Regions from separate parts of the Mus musculus genome. Here region 2 is linked to region 1. Evidence: chromatin contacts called from public HiChIP or PLAC-seq data. All regions are on one chromosome and are shown on one strand. The core of a region is the stretch at or near the end of the contact, and the rest is flanking DNA. Distances in the headings are between cores, read along the strand shown.

Region 1 (6,951 bases), core at 3,173-5,672:
TAGACCATGGTTGCTTAGCGGGCTCACGAGCAACTGTCATCCTAGAAAATGTGGGGAAAGGAGGCGAGCGGCAGGTGAGAGCACGGCTCACAGATGTCCTGAGGCTCTTCGTGTGAGCCTGCATCCCGGAAGCATTTCTGAGTGAACAATTGGAAGAGAAATTATCCCTGCTGTAGTTATGTTGTTCTTCCCCAGAGGGAAGCTATCCTGCCATTTGAAATGAATACAATCCGTGATACATACTTCCTCGTCTGCCGTGGATTCTGAAGACTCAACACTTGCACCACATGCTAATGATACCTGCTAATGATCTTTGCCCTGGGGTAGGCGGGTCAAGTCCCATCTACGTGGTGAAGCTGAGTCCAGCTGTGGTGTTGCAGGTCCCTTGAGAACTAGCAGATGGAAGGGCAGCTTGCAGCACATGTTAATCCTAGCAAAAAAGTTGTAAGTTTGAAAATTACAAAAATATATAAGCATATGCATCATATGTAATGTATGTTTACTCTTCTGTCTCTCCTCTTCTTTACTGGGACCCTTTGTTAGACGTACATGAATTTTTTACACCTGTGTACCACAGAAAGTACAGTGTTGCTACCTTAGTGGATTTATCTATAAGGCCTGGCTTAAAACAGTGCTTGTTTTCCATAGTTCTCCCTCTCTGCATTCCCTGCACCCTTCTCTCGTATATCCAGAAAACAATTCTGAGCATTGGGGATTAATTGTTGCTGGACACAGGAGTGACCCTTGCAGTGGGAGCTGGGATCCCGGAAGTGGATGGCTGTGTGTGTGTTTTTTTCTTTTTTTTTTGGTAAAACATTCCTGTGTGCTTTATTTTTGCCGACAGCTGTTAACTTCATGTCTTGTTCTTTTTGCCTCTCTCATGCACAGATAGATCTAATAAGAGCTTGTCTGTAGTGTTCTTGGGACATTTTTGGAGAGCCCTTGACAGCAACTACTAAAAATGTAAAGGTTCTTACCTTTTGACCCTGTAACTTGTGCTCCGTGGCTCGGAAACAGGGTGGAGATCCGGAAGCAGCAAGTCTTTGACGCTTACTCTCCGCACCTAATCTATAGAATCACAACTTTCAGAGGTGGCCCAGCAAAGATGACTTAGTGTCTTTTAACTCTTAAGAAAGTTCTATGGTGGTTGATTTCCAGGGTATAGATAAATGCACAGGCAGCTTAGAGGTGGGTGTCGTGATTGAGGGGAGAGAGCAGGTGGTTTTAAACAAACGAAAGTAAACTAGCAGAAATGTAAGCAAGCGAAGAAACAGGTTAGCCTTTGGAAGGTGAGAATCACCACAGGAGAAGGGTGGTAACGTGGAGCACTGTGCGCTCTTACTGGATAAGGAAGTCTGAGGAGCACCTGTGAGCTGCTCCCTCACCTGCTCCCTCACGTTCCCTCCTAACCTCTCAGCAACTCCTCGGAGCTGCCCCAGGACCCACTCTCTCTCCTTCACTTCCACTCCTACACTGGAAGGGTCCAGTCCCTCCTCTCCCAGGGCCCAGCCTCCCTGCCTCCCTGCCTCCCACCAGCACTGCTGTCCCTGTCACTGATGACCCCCTTTGTCATTTTTAGCTGCCAGCCTCTGGTTTGTGAGACTTTGTGACTACTGTATCCCCTCTGGGCAATTAAAAAAAAAGAATTCATTTATAGTTGAAACCCAGAAAACAGAGACAGCAAATAATTCCTTGTTTGACCTTCTGGCGGTGACCACGGTTTTATCAATCACCCTGGCCTCCCCTGCCCGACACTCTACAAGGCAGGAAGGGTCTCACTATGTAATCCTGGCTGGCCTGGAACTCTACGTAGACCAGGCTGCTCTGGAATTCACAGAGATCTGTCTGCTGTTGTCTCCTGAGTGCTGGGATTAAAGGCAGGGGGCCTTTCTGTTGATTATCTGCCCTTCTGGGTTATTTATGGACATGTCAGAAACCACAAACTTGTTTGTACTTATACTTCTCAGAAGGATCTGGGTCCTGAGTTTCCCCCTTCCTAACGCAAATAGCGGAAGGCCATGTGTAGCCCCTGGCTTTGTATCTTCTTCAGTCAGTGTCTGACCTTCATAGACACAGGCATGTCTCTTGGCCTCTAGCAGGGCCTGTGTTTTACTGCAGTAGTTTGCTTCTTAAAGGTACATCTCCGCTTCTGTTGCTAGGCTTATTCACACTGGGGAGTTAGGCTAACCGTTGAGAGTTAGCACCCAAACTCTGAAGGATTGTCTGGAATAGTCACGGGCTTTCTCTATCCCTGCACATTCCTGATACACTGCCTGCCTTAGGAATTCCTGGATCTTGGTTCACGTAGCCCCTCTTCATTCCCACAGCGTGTACAGACACTCAAGCTCTTAGACAGGCTACCCATGCCTGGTTTTCCTGCTTCTTTCATTAGGTGGTGAATCCTAATGATGGAGATGGACCTAATTAATTCTCACTCATATGGATAGAACACACAAGAACAGGACATATTTACCTGCTGAACAACCAACAAGACTGTTTGAAGGGCACTGTGTTGGGGTGGCTATGGGATCTCAAGTGATCCTTTGTATTTGGGGTGATGCCGTGAGCAGAGATCAGGCCTATGGAGAGAAGACGTGGCCATTTGAAGGTTTAATGGAACGTGTTGTTGGCCGTGACATATGTGCTGTGCAAGCTTCAGCTCTCCAGGGATATAATTCAGAGTTGTTTGAACACTTGGTTGTTTAAAAGCTGTAGGTTGGGAGACAGGTACATTGTTTTGGAGTCTAAAAGGAAGAAAAGGATTTGGGCAAATGATGTAGGGGTCACCAAGGTGAGAACAGAGGGCTAAAGTATGGATTTCACGGTTTTGTGGCTCATGGTAATGCTGGTAGCGCTGAGCTCAACATATTGGTGCTATAATGGGACTCAGGATTAAATGGCAGAGGAGACTTTCAAGAGGTGTGAGATAGGTAAGTCAAGACAGGAGACATCAAATTTCCTTCCAAGTAACAGGTAGAAAATTGGACCTTGTAGGAAAGTAAAAGGCACAAACCTGTCGTGATAATCAGAAACTGCTGTTGGTCATCACTGGCCTTTCTAGACTGTTCCGTGCATTTTAACTGTGAAGACTAAATGAGCGAGCTCAGTTTTGCCTTTGCATTGCAGGATTTGGCTCCAGCATCTGCCCCAAATTAATTGCCACGGTTGATTTGGCTGATGTAATTGGCGAGACCCTGTCTCCTCACTGCTCCCTGGGTACTTCTCCATATGGAGTTATTTAATTAGACAGAAATAAAACTCCTCATTCATTCATTCATTCAACAGAGATTTATTACTTGTCCATGGTGTAGACTGTGCTCGCTGCTGAGGGGCAGGGCAGGCCTGTGACAGACACAGCACCCTTCACGCTGAAGTGGCCTGATTTACAGAGGGTCTTCACCCCCACCTGCATAGTCACAGGTATTGAACGCCCCCACTCCCACCTTCTACTTCCAGTATTTGTTCAACTAACTTCTTCCTTGGTGATATCTGCCTTGGACATTAACAACCCCTACAGAAATGTATCCCTTCTTGGCTGCTTTTAAATTTTCTTTTAATTCCCAGTCATAACAGTATCAAATATATCTTTAAAATGAAACTCCCTTCTACCTTACATTTTTCAAACAAATAAACAAACAAACAAAGACAAAACAAAACAAAGCAAACACCGCCCCCTCAGCTCGCAAGGTTTATTGGGTCTACGATCTGAACTTCTAAAATCTGCTTCAACACCTGTTGCCGTTGCTTTCCTGAAAATCCCTGCTAACTTAAACATAACGATAGTGTTTGACATTGTTGCTCCCCCCCCCCCCCCCATAGGATCATTTGTTTATTTGCCGAGTTGCCTGAACTAGTACAAAGGGAAAAGCTGAAAAATCTCAGACACAAGGTTTCTGGGAGATAGTGTGGTAGGCTCTGGAGAAGATGCCAAAGGTTGGTTGTGCTGAGACAGGAAGCCTTGCTTTGCCTGCACGCTGCCTACCCAGTACTTGTATGTACGTGAGGCGAGCGAGGGCCTCTATGGCTTATGGATCCATTTCCTTACAGGGCAGAAAAGAAACACATTTTGGCAGAGAAGAGTGGGATAGGAGGAGGTGGCCACGGAGCCTGAAGCAGAAAGACACAGATGCCCAGATAGTGGAACGCCACATGGTGACTGTAAGTAGGCACTTGATCTGTGTTCCTGGAACCCTGTTTCAGGGCTCAGTGAAATTGAGAATTCACAATTATTCGATTAATTTGATGAATGTTCCAAATTAGGAACTCCAGGTCAGGGTTTGTTTCCGACCTAAATTATACAGTGCAGTTGTCTACAGTGATCAAATTAACCAGCTGATTGCCAAATCCCCCTTTCTCTCCATCCCCTGTGGACGCAGCTTAAAGAACTAATAGCTCACTGGACTCTGCCCCAGTCTATTTTGGGATAATTGGTGCCTTTGTGCTCCTATCCCTGCAGCTTGGTATCAAACACTGCTGCTTTGTGCAGAACATGTCAGTTGGCGATTTATTACCCCAAAATGCACTCTTTCTCCTGTGAAAGCTTATCAATCGGGACCTTGGAGGCAATTTCCAGACTCCCCCAGGAAACTCCTATTTTATTGCTATGGAAAATATTTGATTCTTTGTGGAAAATATTTTCTTCCTAAAATGAATCCATTTGAGGTTTGGGATGCTCAGTGACTTTACATTTCCCCCATCGTTACTTCACGGCACATCCATGTTCACTGGAACTCGTCCTAAATGACGAGGATCAATGATCGTCACTTCATAAGGAATAAGGAAAACGAGTCACAGCGAAGCGATGGCCAGGGGACGCTTTACTCTTTACCACAGAAGTCTCTCCTTCCTAAGTCAGTCACTGCTGCTACTGAGGCTCAGAGGTGGTGCAGGCGATTCCTGGAGTCATCTCTTCTGAGACTTTGTGAACCGGTCTTGATGCTGCTTTGAGCTTCTTGGATATGGTCTTTTGTGTATGTGAATGTCTGTGTACAGATTCATACAGGAGTATGTGTGTATCCATGTATCTGTCTGTCTGTGAGCCTGCACACATATAGAGGCTTTTTTTAAAAGCTAGGCTCTCCCGCTGGCCTGGGGTTTACTCTGACTCGCCTGTGAGCCTCAGGGATCCTGTCTCTGCCTCAACAGCTCTGGAATATAAGCATGCACTACTCTGCATAGCTTTTCACATGGGTGAGACTGAACTCATGGCTTTATACTTGGTGAGACCCCATCCTTTGCTCTTGAGCGACACTTTAACAACATTTATCTGCATTAAAAAGAAGCAAGCTGGTTCCTGCTAACTTTATCTCTCCTCGGTCCTCACTCTCCAAGACTCTGATGGCTGAAGACGCTCTTAAAGGCCTTACTTCCTGTTTTAGTTTGTCAGCAGATCACTCTAGCGAGGATGCTGCTTCAGTTTGGCCATGGCTCAAACTCAAGTGCATGCTGATGTTTGAACACCCATGTCCAAATTGCTGTGGTGTGGGAGATTTGTCACGTGCTCGTATGGCTATGTTTTAGAAATGGTAGCATGTGTTCCCTTGCTCTTGGCTTTTAATTTGGTTCATGGTTCAAGTCTCAGGATAACAAGTTGGCCTGGCTGCTTTACTGGTGCAGAGGAGGAGGGCTGGTGTGCCAGCAGGACTCAGGATGCTTAGGGAAGCTCTGCTTCCTGGTCTTGACCCCGACTCTGATAAAGGAAAGCTTAAGGCAGAGGGGCCCAGATTCTCAGGGGTTTGTGTTTTTGTTTTTCTTTGTGGTGTGTCTTGTTTTGTGGCAATGTCTCCCTGTGTGGTTCCAGCTGCCTCTGACTCAAGATGCTCCTGCCTCAGCCTCCCCAACACTGAGCTTAGGACATGGAGTTACTTCACCTGTTTAGTTTTCATTTTCCCTTTTAAATATTTATTTATTTTAGAAACTAAAAAGAGCGTGGGAAGCTAAGATGTTGGTTCTTGCTATCTGATGCACATCTATGGCCTGGGTGTCAGCTATACTCAGGATACAGTTTCCTGTGCCCCAAATCTCAGGAACAAAGGAAAGGACCGAGCCTCCATGAGAGGACTGGGATATTATATTGATCTGGAGGGAGAAACACAGAAGCCTGGAAACAAGGAAGGTGCAGTATGTTTTGAAGTGTTTTGAATGGCTTCTCTTTTAGCTCTCTTTGCTCTTATCTTAAAACAAAACAAAACAAAACAAAACAAAACAAAACAGCTGTAAATAAATTCTTCCACAGACTGCTGCCCAAATGCTTCAAATAACAGTATGAGTGTCCAAAGAGAGTTCATGGACTTTTGGGTGTTTCAATAGTCTGTCATGCCAGGTCCCAAGGAGAAGGTCTGTCACCCAGTCAAAGTGCTCTCTCTCATGAGGAAGTTCTCTCTCTCTTTCTATTTGTACACAGGCAGTATCATGCAGGATATTTGTTTGGCCTGGCATGTTTTAGATCCATTCATCTACTGCTTGAAGTTCTGAAGTTCACTTGTCAGGAGCAATGTCAGAGACTGAATTTATCTCTGGTGGCAGTCACTCAGAATTCTCAAACTTGTCTATGTCAGAATTCCCAAAGCTGAACTCGGCTTTGGCAAGCAGGTATGAGTCGGTGAGCAGCTGATGAGTCTGCGACTCCAAAAAGTATCCTTTAACTTTGTGAGGAGACAGTATGTTTGTTCTCCCAGCTTGAGTGGAGTTTCCAGAGCTAGAAAACAAACAGAATTGATGTGCTCACTGCACACATCGTAACTTTTCCGTTGCTGTGCTAGAACACCACCTCCAGAAGCAATCGATAGAAGAAGAAAGTGTTGATTTTGACTTATGGTTCCAGGAAGAGCCCGCAGGAGCAGGGTAGGTACAAAAGCAGGAGGGAGGAGCAAGAAGCTGGCCGGCCACATTTTTAGCTGCACACAGAAGCATTGCAAGAAAAGGAAGTCTGAAGCCATAAGCCCTCAAAAG
Region 2 (6,951 bases), core at 2,983-5,482, 250 kb after region 1:
AATTTGCATGATCCAGGAGACAGGCCAGCTCTGCAGTTTAACTCTCATACCAGGGATGGTAGAAAAGAGCTAAATTTGCCTTGCTTCTGTGTTTTTAACTCACAGCTGCTCCACGGAAGGATCATACAACACATGACGTGACAGGGACTTAACGCCACACATACAACATATCAAATGTAGTCAGCAGTGATGAGATTTGGTACCAAATAAGAAGCTTTAATTAATTTTAAATGCTGCTTTTCACAGTGTCAAAAGCTCAGTCCACTGAAGTGGAAAAGGGGGTTGGAATGGCCAGAGCCTAGCAACCCGGCTAATCTGGGCCCTTCTGAGCAGCTCATTTAGAATTCTTACATCAGTGCATAGGCATGCTGAGGTGGGGCTCATGGGGACAAACAAAATAGCAACTCCAGCTCTGGACACTCCTCAGAATCCTGCGTCCTGGGGAGGCCCGAGGGCTCAGCTGTATTAAGGGGCCGTTGGAGTTCCCCTGTTATTTGTCTCCTTTCTGAGGATTAGAACTTCCGCTGGGCTGTGCTCATCTGTGCTGAGAATTTAAAGCGTGGTGTGTGCAACAGGAGCAGCAGGGTCTGCTAAAAATGTCCAAAAAGAACCCATTTTGACTTTTAAAACCTTTACATGTACAAAGAACAGTAAATGAAGGGGTTTCTAGTTTCTTCTAGGAGCACATTGGATAATGGTTTCTTTACCCCACCTTTCCCGTGCCTTTGTTTTTAAATTGTTGACCACATAGACCATTCAGCAGTATCAAGGTGGGAAGGCCAGGTGTCTATGTTATTATACACACATACGCACCCACATATTGAGCAAATGCCATATATACTACACACATCTTACATGTCCACACATACACACACACATACACACACACACACACACACACACACACACACACACACACACACTCTATATGTACCATACACAACATGCACACTTTACATGTTTACATACACATGGACCCACAAACACACATGCAAAGAGACAATATAGGTACCACAAACACCATACATATCTTACATATGCACACACACACACACACACACAGACAATATATGTACCATGCACACCACATACCAAGCTCATGTGCACACATATAGATGCATTGGAACCTTCTTTTATCTTCATGACATGTAAGTGTACTCGTGGGTGGGTTGGGCCTTTTCTCACTAATCTCTTCCTGGAGACCACAGAACCACATAGCAAGAACTAGCAGGAAAGGCTACTTGATCTCTGTGTGACTGCCTCCCTGGTTTTACATCAAGGAAACTGAAACTAAAGGCACCATGACAAGGATGGAGACACATCTCTGAGTTCTTCTACTTCACAGTCCCTTGTTTTACTGCACAGCTGTTGCTTTGTGTGATCTAGAAGAGTGACAAATGCTCAGGTGCTAGGTACAACTGAGAACATAACTCCGAGGGAGCCATATACTCCATTCAGATCAACATAAGAACAACACAAGTCATGCTGGCCAGTTCTAGTAAGTGAAGCCCTCTTTAGGTCCCACGGTCATGGATCAAAGCTATTTTATGTCTCCCTATTATTTTATCTTCTGTAATACTCACTTTGTTGCCATGGCCATAACTAACACTAAATCAATAATCTTGTTTCTCATGGCCGGCCAGCCATTCATTAATGAGAGCAGTGAGCCCATCTTCGTCCTCCTTTGGCCTAACTTTTCTCATGTCTTCTACAGACGTCAAGAGTGAGGTAGCAGTTTCTCGAGCTTGTGCTCTGCTCCTGTTGTATGGATAGGAGTCTAGAAGCATGACGGGTCTGGAGGGCTGTGTGGTTGTCGTTAGCAGTGGGAAAGTGCACACAGCAGCTGCGGCAAGCTTCCAGAAGCAAACATGCAACCCAGGGGCAGCCCAGAACAGGCAACCCAGGGGCAGCCCAGAACAGGCAGGCGCATAACGTGATCACGTTTCCATCACAGGAGTTTAGAAACTCCAGATGGGTAAGGTTAAAAATATTTTAAGGAAGTCTTTCCTGAGGTATGCCTGTTCTTTTGAGATTTTAGTTTTAGTTGGGCTCAGGTGAGCATGAGGGAGCAAAAACCATGTAGAAAAGAAGAGGAAATAACAAATATGCAGGGCATCAAGTTGAGTGTCGTTTGTGATTGGTTTTCCATTATTAACAGTGTTTCTGAGAAGTCACAGACACTGTGCAGCAACATGGGAGGGGTCCTCAGAGCTCCCTCTGCCCGTCATTAACTCTGCACCACATAGCTGGATGGCTGTCCCCACCCTGCATGGAATTTTATTCCCCTTTCCCTTGTCCCTCTACCCCGTCACACAAGGTCTGAGTGTGCGTGTGCCTATAGTCAAACTGAGTTCTAAAATTCTCTTTACAAATGTAAAATTAAAGAGCCCTTGCTTCTCCGGTTTTACTAATAGTTTCACCACAGGGGTGCTTTATACAGTATTCACCAACTATCTACTAGTGTACCATGGCCTACATTTTCCCCAAACCAAAATGTTGCTGGCATACAGGAAGTAGGAAGCTACCCTATAGTAGAATGACCAGTAGATCCTGTTATAGAATAACGAATCCGATCTGCCCGTCTGTTCACCTAAAATACAGATAATGTACGGATTAAAACTTTAGGCAGAAAGAAGAGCAGAGTTTAAACATTATCTAGAATCTTTGCTTGAGTGTCAGATTAGGACTGTACTGTACAAATCTGAATCTCACTCACCTATCAGCTATGAAGGCAGTTCACAGGAAAAAGGAGGTTTGGGCCAGTACCTGGGAATGGAAGGCAAGAGCTTTGCATACTGGTTTAATCACTGCTGAGAAGGAGACAACAGACTTCTGTCAGCCTCCTGTAAGTCCAACAGGAAGACAATAAGGTCTAAGAACCCAGCTTTCAAGTGTCCATGGAGTGGGAAGGTCACACTTCCATCAGGACACAGGATTGGCATGTGAGAGTGGGCATTGTGTGAGCAAGTCCTTAGGGATCTGTGAGAAAGGAAGCCAACAAGAATATCTGAGCTACATTCTAGAACAGACCACCACACCGTGTCTAAATGCATAGACACGAATCTACACACATGTATGAAACATGCTTCTGTGTGTCTCTCTTTAAAATAGACTATACATGACTACGTATAATAGATTGCACACAGTCTTGTGTAATAGACTATACGTACATTTATATACATGTAAGAACATACTCCCGTGTGTCTGGAATCTGTATGCAGAAGCATGACTGTTCACTGGCTCTAGTCAGTGAAGCAGCTCATTCCTTGCTATGAGTGTGTGTGTGTGTGTGTGTGTGTGTGTGTGTGTGTGTGTGTGTGGTGTGGTTTGTGTGTGGTGTGTGCCTCTTAAGGACATAGTTGCATAATATAATTTCAATGGAAACAACACTATCGGAAAACTCAAGCATCCTTCATTTTGAGTCCTTCCTTGACTGTCCCCTCTTGTGTTAGAGCTTCAACCACAAAACACAGAAGTATGTTCAACGCCTTGATTTTTTATTTTTTGGTTTTTGTTTTCTACAGTGGATCTTTTTCAATAGCATATATAGCATTTTTATTTTTCTTTAAAAAGACAAAAATGGGGAAAATTTTTCCCCTCATCTTTTTGCCAGTCGCACCATGGATGTCCACATACACATTTTAGCATAAAATGTTTCCTTATCGTGGGGGTAAACAGCACATCTCCCCCAACACCAAGATAGAGGGTTCTTCACTAACAGATAGTATGATTTAATTAGAAGCTATCAGAAGCGTGGGTGCCAGCCTGCTGTCTGTTCGATTATTTCAGTTCTCTGTAATCTGTTTGCTTATGCCTACAGCAACTTGTTGATATGGGAAGTCTCTGGGGAGAAACAGCAGAAAAAACAATGAGAGGCATCAGATTTAATAAAGTATCTAAGCAAAGTCTCAAAACGACACCCACACTATGAGGGAAAGCCAAATTTGCTTTTTCTGAGGGGAATTTGTGTTGGTCAGGGAGGGTTCCCGGAGGCTTTGTTTGGAGGCCTTGATGTGTAACCAGTGCACTATAGGCCGCCCTTCACCCTTGGCCTCCTCCTACCACCGCTCTGCCCACCCATACTGACACCGCGGGGGAAGGGTTTCAGAGCAGAAAGAATCAAAAGCTGAGGGACGGGGGAAAAAAGTGCTTTTCAGGGTCTGATGTGTGGGAATCAAATGAGAGGCCTAGCTCAAATCCGGTCGCCAAGCAACCGAAGTGCTACGCTGAGGGAATATCATTAAAGTTAGAAAGTAAGCACGGGCTCTGAATTAGTAAGCCAGGCCCAGGCTGGAGGGTGCGCCCCGACTCTCCAAAGAGGACAAGTGGGGGGCTTTGCGGAGCTAAAGGAGGAGAGGAGAGAGAGGCAGAGAGAGAACGCAGCTGATTTGTAGAGTTTTTTCATAAGAAAAGACAATGGCTGTCCAGACATAGGGTTAGTGGTGAAATATGGAAACGGCCTTGCTGCAGCTGGCTCTCTGACACAAGATTAATAAGTTGCTGTCTCCTAGCCGACCAGAACCTAGTGGGAACTATCCGGCATTTTATCTTGAATTGTGGGTAACAGCCTTATTGCAAGCTGGCCTAGTTTACTGCTCTGCTTTCTCCCCATCTCCCAAAGTGCAGCAAACATCTGTGCCTCTAATGAGGTCATCATTGAGGGTGTCCAGAGAGCTGGGCCCTGAGAACTGACCTCACCATTGCCTGAACACACATGACAAGTGCCGGGGTAGCAGGACAAATTAAATGGGGGGAGCTGGCACTCGGCTGTAAGTTAAGCTCTTAAGAAACTTTTTGCTGTGATGAGAGAGGGGGGTTAGGTTCAGATACAACAGCGCCACAAACCAGAAGGGAGCCCACAGAATTAGACATGGGCTCAGGATGGACATGACCACGCACACAAACAAGCCTCGCTTATCTGGGCCTGCCTTGGTGGAAATGGCCGTAGACCCACATGGTTTTAAAATGAAGCTCTGGTAGATTCAACCGTGTGTGTGTGTGTGTGTGTGTGTGTGTGTGTGTGTGTATACACATACACAGCATTTTCATGCCATTTACAAAGTAATTTGATCATGGGCACAGACAACAAACCAAGCTTCTCTGGAGAACCCCCGCCTCCCAAATAAAAACAACACCTCTAAACAAACATGTACCCAGAAACTCAAAGGGCCACAGCAATTTTGTTTAGTCATCTAATGTCAGAACACTGCAAGGATAGTGCTCCCTTAAAAAGAGCCCATCCTGAGGAGCCAGAAGCCAGCTTTAGAAGGAAGGGGGAACTTTAAGCTTGGAGGGAAGCTACATTGTGTCTATGATTTAATTTATAAGCATTTTAGGCAGTGTTAACCAGGGCTGGGCTGGCCACATCTGTCCAGTCAGCCCAGTCAAGTCAGAGGTGGTGTCGTTGATTCACAAGGATAAGATGTATACGAATAAAGTCCATGAAGGTAGATAAGAGCCAATAAAGTCTCAAAATACACCTAAAAATATCAATTCCCGTGAGTCAAGGGTCCGTTTGCAGACATGATTCCATACAGTGGAGCCCAGAGTGTCCTAGAGCTGTACTTTTAAAAGGAGTTCAATTCTAAAAAACAGGCATTTGGTGACAGGCTGGAATCTGTCAACTTTTGCTGTTCTGATACTACCATGTTTTCAGAGAACCATCACACAAGAGATGTGGGGGACTAGACGTGGAGAAACCTTTGCTTTCTCCAGAGCCAGTAAATGAACAAAAATCTTAACCAAATCTATAGTGTAGGCATCTTGGGAAGGAGAAGGCAGGAGCAGATGGGCTGAGCAGGAGGATGTCTTGGATACTTCTGACTGACCCTGAACATCTCCATGCTAACATCTGCCATCTGCGTTAAGCGTAAATGCCAGACATAGATGCGGGTTGATTCTGGACATGTGTTCAACATAGGCAAGTCAAGAAACCGTCTCAACAGCGATGCTAGAGAGAAGCCCAGAGTTACCCACAAAGCCGTCAGTTAAAACGCTTCACCTTCGATCGGAAGGTTGCAGCTTCAAGGTCTTGACTGTGGTAGAGAAAGAGTCATGGCAAACAAACCATTCTCTGCTTGCAAGAGTTGGGGAGCAGAGCGCTTGGGGTGCCAGGGTGATCTCATGCACTTGTTCGGTATTCATTTAGGGAGGGTTTGCCTAATGCCCACTTCAAGGCTGAACTTTAATTTTTAAATGCAAATGAAGGAAGTGTTGCGTTTAGCTTTGCCAACAGTTTTCAGCAATCTTGTTGGCCTACATTTAGCTGGGAAGCTGCTTGGGGACCAAGCTCAGGGGCTCAAACAATTGAGCAGTTGTTTGCCTGGCTCACATTCCTGAAGCAATCTAGTTCCAGCTGAACTCCTTGGGAACAGTCTGGGCTGTGTACCCCTGGGGAATCGGCCCCAATTAGCACTGACCCTTGGGGGCCTCCTTGCTGGCCCTAGGTCATTCTAAGCTCTCAAGTCTGGGTAAACCAGATTGCTTCAGGTGCCTCTGGGCTTTCCCAAGCCCCAGGATGACATCCGGGACTGTCAACAGAAATGCAGTCACACATAAAAGTCCAGCCCAGCGTAGCTCTTGCTGTTCTCTGATCCCCAAGGGAGACAGGGTGGACTTGTGCCACGACTAAGGAAGCATAGGAAAGAATATACAGAGAATCCTCAGCCTGCCTGAGCCTGGAGTGATGGAGAATACAGGCTGTGGTACCAATCCTCTCCAGTGTTGTGTGGGGTCTTTTTAAAGAGCTGGGTGACCCTGGAGAGTCATTGAACCTTACCTTCTACATTTTCTTGGGTCCTCTCATGAAGACAAAGGAACCTATCATAAGAAGGGAGTGTTCATGTATGTAACATTGCTGGCTTACAGAAAGCCCGGGATAAATGGGAGTTGATTACAGACACAATCTCCATCACATTTGACCAGGGCAGTTCTACTCCTAGAAAATAGGGT

The links. HiChIP or PLAC-seq counts read pairs in DNA pulled down with a chosen protein or histone mark.
Region 2: a contact with region 1 is called in an H3K4me3 HiChIP or PLAC-seq map of embryonic forebrain, with 2.7 times the contacts expected there. The contact joins two enhancer-like sites. A contact is called at or near these places in 1 of 484 Hi-C or Micro-C datasets (cortical glia), 6 of 115 datasets of contacts at active chromatin or transcription factors (astrocytes, embryonic basal ganglia, embryonic forebrain and 3 more) and 2 of 9 other capture datasets (embryonic stem cells and embryonic tail).

What each region holds. Positions count from the first base shown.
Region 1 is chr3:34,833,764-34,840,714 of GRCm38.p6, forward strand. Gm21388 (a long non-coding RNA gene) reads left to right here. Exons shown (of 5, transcript XR_880758.2): 2 at 3,286-3,420; 3 at 4,048-4,158. Among named protein-coding and RNA genes, the nearest start is that of Gm21388, 11 kb to the left of the region's middle. Within about 2 kb of position 4,423, at least 19 of the 459 cell types and tissues checked have an H3K27ac peak or open chromatin away from gene starts, as enhancers often do. A contact at or near this core is called in cortical glia, embryonic forebrain and neural progenitor cells, where this site is marked.
Region 2 is chr3:35,084,324-35,091,274 of GRCm38.p6, forward strand. No RefSeq gene overlaps it. Among named protein-coding and RNA genes, the nearest start is that of Gm35255, 140 kb to the left of the region's middle. Within about 2 kb of position 4,233, at least 64 of the 459 cell types and tissues checked have an H3K27ac peak or open chromatin away from gene starts, as enhancers often do. A contact at or near this core is called in cortical glia, embryonic forebrain and neural progenitor cells, where this site is marked.